Linked DNA regions of Macaca mulatta: region 2 is linked to region 1. Evidence: chromatin contacts called from public Hi-C data. All regions are on one chromosome and are shown on one strand. The core of a region is the stretch at or near the end of the contact, and the rest is flanking DNA. Distances in the headings are between cores, read along the strand shown. Region 1 holds the start of MTCL1 (microtubule crosslinking factor 1). Region 2 overlaps LOC106994412 (a long non-coding RNA gene).

Region 1 (4,621 bases), core at 725-3,224:
GTGCAGCAGGCGCCGCGATTCCTTAGAAAGTGCTGGCGTGGCCTCTCCTGACACAGAAAGCCGGCTCCTAGATGCTTACAAAGGACTGGCCGGCGCAACACTGTTGCTCCTCAACCCGGGCCACACTCCAAGGACCACTACTGAGCTTCAGCTTGGTCACCGAAAACAGCGCGGCCCCCTCCACCCGGGATGTCGGAGCCCAGGAGACCCCGAGGGCCCCCAGCTCTTTCTGTTATTGCAGAAGCGGCGGGCGGGTCCGCAGCCGAGGCCCCCCAGTGGCATTGTCCTGAACCGCCACGCCTGCACGTGGCCCGGCTAGAGCTCCCTGGCGAAGGATCACCTGTTCCCACAAGTGAGGCTGGCACGTTCTGAGCGGGGACGGGGGTGTCGGCTGATGTCCCCAAAACGATTACAGCCTCCTAGGCCCCAACAGGTCAACAAAAGTAAAAGTAGCAGCGAAGAGAAGCAAGAGTTCTAGACGCGAGAACAGCGAAGTGGGTTGCGAACTGGCGGAGACCCCCAGGTCTTGCTGCTCCTTCCAGAAGTTTAGGCTTAAGTTCCCAATGCCTGACAATGCGGGGGCAGGACCGTGGAGGGCAGGAGGGAGAAGGCGCTGGACAGGCCCAGGAAGGCGGGGTTGGCGGGTCCCCGCCGCAGCCAGGCCCTCCGGGGGCGCCCCGGGACACCTGCGGCCGAGGCGCGGCTCACCTTGAGATAGTCGTTCTCCGAGCGCAGCTCCTCCATCTCCCGCAGCAGCTCCTCTTCCTCCGCCGCTGGCACAAGCCGAGGCTGCTCGCCCAGGCTGGGCTCCTTGGGGGTCCCGGGGACTGGTCGCTCCGGCGGTGCGCGACCCCGGGCATCCTCCGCCGCGCCGGGCCCCGCGAAACCCCCGGAAACCCCGCCCGGGATGCTCCGGCCCCCGGGACAGGAGCCCGCGGCGAGGGGCGCGGCGAGGAGCGCTGGGGGCTCGGGGCTGCCCGGCGGCGCTCCTCGGGCTGCGGGGCTCGGCGTCGGCGCTCCTCGGGGGGGTTCTCGGTCGCTGGAGCCCGTGCCAGATTCGGCGTCGCTGCTGGCGGCAGGGAGCAGGCGCTGCTCGTCGGACAGGGGTTCGGAGGGGCAGTCGGAGAGGTCGGAGCTGCTGTCCGTGTGGCTGATGCGCGAGCAGCGGACCGGAGACCCGGCCACCGAGGTCACCGCGAGGGTCACGGCAGGGATCCGGGCGGCCGGGGTCGGGGGAACGATGGTGCGGGCGGGTGGCGCCCGGGAGCCGCGCTTGGCTTTGCGGCCCTTGGCAGCGGCGGGCGGCGGCTCGGCTCCGGGAGGCTTCCCAGCCCGGGACAGCGGCTCCGCGGGCGCCACGCGCGCCGCCCTCCTGCTTCCCAGGGCAGCCTTGGCACCGCCCGCCGCTCTGGCCCCGGCGCCCGGCGGGGGCTTGTCCTTCGCGCCCGGGACGCCGCCGCTGCGCCGGGAGAGGCGGCCGGGCGCGGCCAGGGACCCCGGCGAGGGCGGCGCCTTGCCCGCGAGGTTGGGCGAGCGCGGGGCGGCGGACGCCGGGGCTCGGCCCGAGGAGGGGACGGCCGGGCCGGGCGCGGCGGGCCGGGCGTGCAGGTCCTTAAGGAAGGGTCTGGCGGGCGAGGGCGCTCGGTGCAGCCGCCGCCTGTCGGCCACCGGGTGGAGGTGGTGGTGGCGGTGGTGCTGGCCGGGCGGCTGCAGCTTCGCGTCCGGGGCGCCTCCGCCCGCGGGGCCGTTCAGCGTCTCCATGGCGGGGTCCGCGGGCAGCAGCTCAGGCGGCAGACGCTCCGGGCGGCGACGGCTGCGGCGGCGGCGGCGGCGGCGTGCAGCCTCCCCGCGCACTCGCTCATCACTGTCCCAGCCCCGCCCGGGCTGCGCCCCGCGCTCCCGCCGTTCCCCGCCCCCCGCACCCCGGCCCCAAGGATTCCCGCGGGGTTCGCCGCCGCCGCGCTCGCCCCTCGCTGATGTCACCGTGGATCGAGTTCTCCCGGCTCAGCAGCGCGGCGGCTCCTGGCCGCTCGCATCCCCGGACCCCGCGCTCCGGGTTCGCGGTCACCGGTGCCGCGGCGGCGCTGGCGGCGCGCGCCCGGCTCCCGCGTCCCGCTCCCCGCCCACCGCCGGCCCGCTACGGCCCGCGCCCGCCCCCGCCGCTCCCGGCTGAGAGAAGCCGCACGCGCGCGCCCCGCCGCCCCGCGCCCTCGCCCGCTGCCCGTGCGCATGCCCCGCCTCCAGCCAGCCGGCGCCGCGCGGGGGAGGGGCGAGGGAAGGGGCGGGGCTTGCGCTTCCCGGGGGGCGGGCGCCCGGCAGGGACGGGGCGGGGCCTGCGCGCCCTTGGGAGCAGGCGCAGGCTGGGTCCCCGCGCCCTCGCCGCCCGGGGACCTCCTTGCTTTTTGAGGCCCTAGAGACGCTGCCAGGAGCTAGGGAGGAAGGGAAGAGGCGGAGGCGAAGTGGGGGCAAGGGGCGGCACCGGCCACTTGGGGAAGGCATGTGCGGCGGCTGACAACGCCCCCCTTGTGCCCCTCCATCCGCCGCCCGCTTCCCCGAGGCCCGTCCCCTCCCCCGCGTCCTGTCTAAGCTGTGCCCCTGGTCCCCGAGCTCCTTTAAGGATCGCTGGTACCAGACACAGCTCTCGCGTCAAAATGGCACGGCGGGCGCTCCACAGTTGGCACCCCTGTGGCCTCGGGAGTTCAGAAGAGGAGGAGCTGCTGCCCAAACAGGAGAAGCCTTTGCCAAGCTGGGGTCAGAAAGGGAACTCGCATTTATAGTTCCGGCTGCGAGCCAGGCCTGCTGGCCACTTACTGGGCATTGTTTTATTTAAACCTCACCACAGTCCCGGATTGGAATTGCTGTCTTCGGTAAAGACTAGGGCACCGGCGCAGGGAGGTGAAGTCACTTGCCTGCGATGCCTCACCCAGTGCCTGGCTGAGCGGGCTTAAACTCAGGTCCTCAGGATTCCGAGTCCTGCAGGCTCTCCGCTTAGACAGCCCGGAGCCCGGGCACCGGTTCTACCTCTTGAAGGCACTAGACCTTTCTGAGCCCCAGTTCCCTCGCCTGCATCATTAAAACGTACTGCCACCTGAGTGTGTGTGAAGATTGAGCAAATACCAGAACACACCGTGCAAACTGTAAAGTGCAGTTCACATCCCATTGGGTGCAGTTTATGTCCCAGGCGTTGGATGTTGGCCAGTGTCCATAGGAATAAGGGCCAGCCTGTCCTCTAGCCCTGGCGTTGCAGGAGACAGAGGGTCAGGTAATAATTACAAGGTGGAGGGCGGGAGCGTAACCCCGCCTTGGAAGGCTTGCATTTTCCTGGAAGGACGGGTTGGTCTCGCAGCTGAGGGCCCAGGACACAGTAGAGCCTGCAGAGAGCAGGGCCCCTAGGCGGGGAGGCAGGTGGGTTAGGGATTAGAGGGGAGACTGGAGGGTGTGTGGCACCGAATATCCTACCAAGACCGTTGGGCATTAAACTAGAGGCGGTAGCCAGGGCAATTCTGAGCAAGATGATCTGATGTGCTCAGAAAGACCCCGGGGGCACCAGCCTGGAGGAGAGGGAGGTGGGCCATGGGAGCTGCGAGTGGCTGTGGCAGTATGCGCGGTGAGGGGGCCGAGGGAGCAGGGACAGAAAAGTGGGGGGGGGGGCGACTCACAAAAATAAAGAAAAAATCGACTCCAAAGTCTGTGATCTTAACCACAGATTTACCCTACTTAGCCATCTCCTTCAAAAAATGCAGGATGAACCCTTTTTTTGTAATCCTGTAAGTCAGGAGAGCCCTGCCCCGAAGTCGTCCTGCCTGGCCCTGGCTGAGCTCTGGGGACACTGAGACCTCGCCTGCTCCGCTGCTGTTGTGCTCTTTGTGAGTCGTTTTTCTGGGAATGCCTCTGAATGTGAGACGGCACGCACGAAACCCAATCTCCACGAAATCCAATTCCTTAATCTCCTTTGAGGCTAATGCCCTAGCCGTTTCTCCCGCGCTGGGAGAAGGACACTGTGGGCTCCGCGGTGGGCGTGGATGACCGCGCAGCCCGAAAGGCTTGAGAGGTGTCGGCCGCCGCGCGCGCCGGGCCGGCTGTCCCCAGAGGGCGCTCTAGCGCTCCCCTTCCGCGGGAGGGGGCTCGCGGTCCGGCCAGAGCACAACCGACCTCTGCCTAGAACTTCCTCCAGAGACCCTGAAGCCTCCCACACCCTCACATTTCCGAAGAATTATGGCCGGGACTCTCAGCACAAGCTTGCCAGCTTCTCACACCAAATACACTCAAGGAAAGGGCCCCCCAACAATGTTTCAATACGTTAGTCTTCCAAAGACAGTAGCTTGATGACCGTAGGATTTGCAGCCAGCTTCTCTTTCTTTCAGGTAATAAGTCAGATAAAATTCATCTTCCTTATTACTTATTATTTGCCCGGCAAATGGGACTACTAGCCCTTTGTAAGGAAGTATTCAATCAATGCTTTCCCTTTTTTTTTCTCTCTTCCTTTTTTTTTTAAGAGATGGGGTCTTGCTATGTTGCCCAGACTGAAGTCAAACTTCCTGGGCTTAAGCCATCCTCCCACCTCAGCCTCCCAAGTAGCTGGGACTACAGGCATGCACCACCCAGCCCAGCCAATAATGCT
Region 2 (4,621 bases), core at 1,512-4,011, 270 kb before region 1:
TTGGAACCTGGAGAAATTGAGGAACTGGTTCTGAAAACGTTCCTGCCTATTCCTTCCCATGAAGGTTCCTTCTTGGGAAGTCAGACATTCTGGATCTTTTACTAGAAATTCTAAGGGGTATGAGATCAGAGTCGCACATTTCATGAAACCCACAGGCAAGTGGCTGGGCCGCTCCTTCTCTGCTGGCAGGGATTCTGTTTCCTCCGGCATGCAGGAAGAGCCACCTGTGGGCTGTGGCCTGATGCGAGGGCACAGGACTGCCGAGATCGGGCTGCGAGCCTCAGCACTCTGGGCTCCGGCCCAGCTGGCCAGCTGGCCACCCTGCCCCGGACACGTGGGCTGCCGCTCAGCCAGCCGGACAGGTGCTCGCTGCCAGGGCCACCTTCCCCGGCAGGGAGGGTCACCGGTGGTGATGACAGGAGCCTGATCTGACCTAAGAGCAGCTTCTCCATGCTGTGCCACGTTCCCTTTTGTCACTGACTGGCGTGCATGTCCTTTGGTGACCTCGGGTATTCATGTTTCTCTCTCCTCTTGCCTATACCCCGTGCAGACGTTCAGCCAGTGTGCGCCCCGTGAGAGCAGCGGTGGGTAAGATCCCGGGCTGCTCCATTCTGGTCAGGAGCTGGTGCCCTGAGCTCCCGAGGGCTCCAAGCTGCTGGGCACCTCTCCAGGTGTCTGACAATCTGTCTGACTGGCCTGTGTCCCATGCCCACGGTCATTCTTAGTGTGAATTTTTCTGTCTACACCTGTTATTTCTTTCCTTTCCTTCTACCCACCAATCTTTAATTTCCTATCTAATCACCCCCAGACTCTGCTTTTGGGCACCCCATTAATCCCACGCTCTCCTCACACAATCTCTGGGCCAGGACTCCTTTCTCTCAGAGTCCTGGGCCTCACTCTTCACTTTTCCCATACTGACATGATGGTCTTGCTTTCCTCTGCATGTCCCAGCAGCGACCTGCGAGTGCTCAGTCCCCTGCTGAGGAACCTCATGCAGGATGGTGACGATGGCTGAAGGTGGAGAACCCGGGACAGCCTGTCACTTACAACATAGCCACACTCCCAAGAGTCAGCAAGCCTGGCCTGGTGCAGTGACTCATGCCTGTAATTCCAGCACTTTGGGAGACCAAGGTGGGCGGATCACCTGAGGTCAGAAGTTCGAGACCAGTCTGGCCAGCATGGTGAAACCCTGTCTGTACTTAAAAAAAAATACAAAAATTAGCTGGGCATGGTCATGGAGGACTGTAATCCCAGCACTTTTACAGTGCTGGGCGTGGGTGGGGGACGCTTGTAATCCTCAGCCTCCTAGCACCTCTAATCCTGGGAGACTGAGGCAGGAGAATCACTTGAACCCAGGAGGCAGAGGGTGCAGTAAGCCGAGATCGCACTACTGCACTCCAGCCTGGGCGACAGAGCAAGACTATGTCTCAAAAAAAAAAAAAAAAAAAAAAAAAAAAAAGAAGAAGAGTCAGCAAACCAGTGACATTGTCCCTGGTTTGCCATGGACCCTCCCCGTGCACATGTCCATATCCAGATCAAATGTGGTCTCCATGAAACTTGTGAAGCAACAGCTTCCATTTAATCAACACTTGCCGTGTGCTGGGGGCTGTATGAGTGTTTTCTTGATGCCTCTACTCAGCCTGCTCCAGGATGGAGCTGACGGAACTCTTTGCTCCCTGCCTGCTGATCAGTTTCCTCAAAATATGTGAACCAAGACTCACTGTTCCCAGGTGGTCCTGCCTCCAGTCTGGCTGCAGGTCTCTCTTCCCCTCTGCCTCTCTCAGTGGTCAATCCCATGTCTGCCTTTGTTACATAGAGCACCACTAGTTGACCATCCTCCTCCTACGAGAACAGATTAGAATGCAAATAACAATTCCCTGGGCTGTTGTCTGACACCAGGGATCCTTATATACCTTGGGAGATACCACCTCAGAATGACTGAAATAGAACAACAAATTGAAGCTGCTGCAATTTCACAACCTGGATGAATGAATTGAGTAACCACCTCAAGTGAGAATCTGTGTGTGCACACACAACACAGCAAAGGACGATGTCCCTCCTGGAGTTGGAGTCTCTGGTTTAGAGAAAGAGAAAATATAATCTGAATGGCATTAGGAGACAGAAAGGAAGTGCTTGCAGAGCAGAGAGATGACACTTTGGTTGGGGAAATCAAGAGACGCTGGATGAGAGGAGGGTCATGGGCCTGGGGAAGAGACCAATTGGGTTCAAATCCCAGCTTTGCCATGGACCAGCTCCAGGACCTCACTGTGCCTCGGTGCCCTTAACCATACCTACCTCAGAAGATTTCTGTGAGAATTACATGAGAAAACACTCATAAAGCCCCCAGCACACGGCAAGTGTTGATTAAATGGAAGCTGTTGCTTCACAAGTTTCATGGAGACCACATTTGATCTGGATATGGACATGTGCACGGGGAGGGTCCATGGCAGTGTCAGGCACTCCCACAGGAGAGGGCTCTCAAAGGAGTAACAATCCCCTTCTTTTGTGCGGAGAAGCCTTAATGGTACCAATCCTCAGTGATACCAATTTTCAAAAATTTATCTTTAAATGTAATAGGCCTTGGAATCAACTGCTAAAGAAAGCCACTAATTAAAAAAAAAGACAGGGCGCACAGGCGTCCATTGTGGGAAGGACTAAGGACTCTCCAAGTTTCATGGTCTAAAGCTACCCACCTGTAAGTGGGCAAACAACATTCAAGTCTGGACGGACTTGCCCAGAGAGGGCATTTCTCCCCGAGGTGGCTAGGTGGCGATAGAAGCATGCTGAAGCAGCAAGGATGTACCAGTCCTCGCTGGTACCAGAGCGGCTCTGCAGCTCTCAGGCTCAGGGTAGCAGGCATCCCCCACCCCCCAACACACAGCCCACCAGCACCCCACACATCCCCACCGCCTTCCTCTCCTCTCATCCTGCCTTTCTGTCTTCAAATATTTCCTGAAAGACTAATATGTCTCAGGCAAACACATGCACTACGATGCAGAAATGTATGAAAAATTCTATGGAAGGCCGGGCGCGGTGGCTCAAGCCTGTAATCCCAGCACTTTGGGAGGCCGAGACGGGCGGATCATGAGGTCAGGAGATCGAGACCATCCTGGCTAATACGGTGAAACCCCGTCTCTACTAAAAAATACAAAAAATTAGCCGGGCGAAGTGGCGGCTGCCTGTAGTCCCAGCTACTCGGGAGGCTGAGGCAGGAGAATGGCGTGAACCCGAGAGGAGGAGCTTGCAGTGAGCTGAGATCCGGCCACTGCACTCCAGCCTGGGTGACAGAGCAAGACTCCATCTCAAAAAAAAAAAAAAAGAAAAGAAAAGAAAAATTCTATGGAAATACCAAGTTTTATGTTTAATATGAATGTTACGTTGTCATGTTTGAGAAATGCATATCTGTTAAGAAGTCTCATCAAAACCCTAAAAGGTCCCCTCAAAGCTTTTACCTACCTAAACGCTGTTCAACGTTGTTGGGACTACACTTGGTTTAAGAAAACAAAACAAAACAAAACAATTTAACAGTAAGTATGGAAAGAGGACGGCTTTGCCAAAACACAGTCTTGAGTTCAACTCCTGGCTGCAATACCAACAGCAGTGTGACCTCAGACAAGCAATCCGATCTCTCTGAGCCTCAGATTCTACAACTATAAAAGGTGATAGATCATTGCACGTATATGGATATGACATTTAGTAGGTGCCCAACAGACTGGAGATCCTTGCACTGTGCTCTCTAGAGTAGGAAAAGCTCAGCATGTGGCTACCTGCGTAGAGAAAAGAGGTAAGTGTCTGAGCCAATGAGTAGAGATACTCACTCTCCAGGCTCACCTGGGGAGAGACTGAGGGACTAAATGCACACAGCTCTGCACGCATCAAACATCGGTTAACTTAAGCACCCCCAGCACTTGAAACTTAGGGGGAGAAGATTAAGGTAGTCTGAGATGTGCTTATTACCAAGCAAGAAGAGTTCACGCCAAGATTTTTCTTGAGTACTTAATCTGGGTGAGGCCCAAGTCAGGCAAGAGAAGAATTATCACAAACTGAGTGGGAAACTGTCCAGGTGGCGAAGCTTTGTGAGCAATGGTGTGATGCCTGGGCAAAGACAGAGCGGGGGCAGAGAGAAAGGAAATAGAATCGAGTCAGGAGATCTGTTCCCTGGTGTGCATGCCATTATTAGTCAATTTTGTCAGCTGGTTTCTGGGTAATTGATGGCACAGGCTCAGAGTTGACTGACTTGTACCGAGGGGGGACTCCCAGGGGAATCTGGGTCTGGATTGAGCCGCAGTGAATTTGACATGTAGTAAAGTATTAGGAACTGCAGGTGCTCCAGATGACCTCATAAAGGGTTCATTTTGAGATTGTGAAGTTTGCTGTTAGAACAGAGCTGTGATGTGTAAGAAGAAACTTAGACTTGTCTAGAAAGGGCTATTTCTCCCCAAGGTGGGTTCAGGACCTTTGCTTGAGGGAAGGTCCAGTGTCACTATCTGTCCCCCATGGGACTTTAGACAGGTAACTCATGACTTCTAAATCAGGCTAAAGCAGGGCTTGTGGTGGGCAGAGTCCTGGGCCTTCCTCCTGGTATACACCCCCTGGATAACCCCCTGCCCTGAGTGTCATG

The links. A called contact is a pair of places that touch in the nucleus more often than the background predicts.
Region 2: a contact with region 1 is called in a Hi-C map of fetal cortical plate, with 1.8 times the contacts expected there. The contact joins the enhancer-like site here to the promoter of MTCL1 in region 1. A contact is called at or near these places in 5 of 14 Hi-C or Micro-C datasets (CD4 T cells, fetal cortex germinal zone, fetal cortical plate and 2 more).

Annotation. Positions count from the first base shown.
Region 1 is chr18:79,738,935-79,743,555 of T2T-MMU8v2.0, reverse strand. It overlaps MTCL1 (microtubule crosslinking factor 1), which reads right to left and starts at 1,974. Exons shown (of 15, transcript XM_077975241.1): 1 at 709-1,974. The coding sequence starts at 1,761.
Region 2 is chr18:80,007,706-80,012,326 of T2T-MMU8v2.0, reverse strand. All of the region lies in intron 4 of LOC106994412 (a long non-coding RNA gene), which reads right to left. Among named protein-coding and RNA genes, the nearest start is that of NDUFV2, 93 kb to the left of the region's middle. Within about 2 kb of position 2,761, at least 6 of the 40 cell types and tissues checked have an H3K27ac peak or open chromatin away from gene starts, as enhancers often do. A contact at or near this core is called in fetal cortex germinal zone and fetal cortical plate, where this site is marked.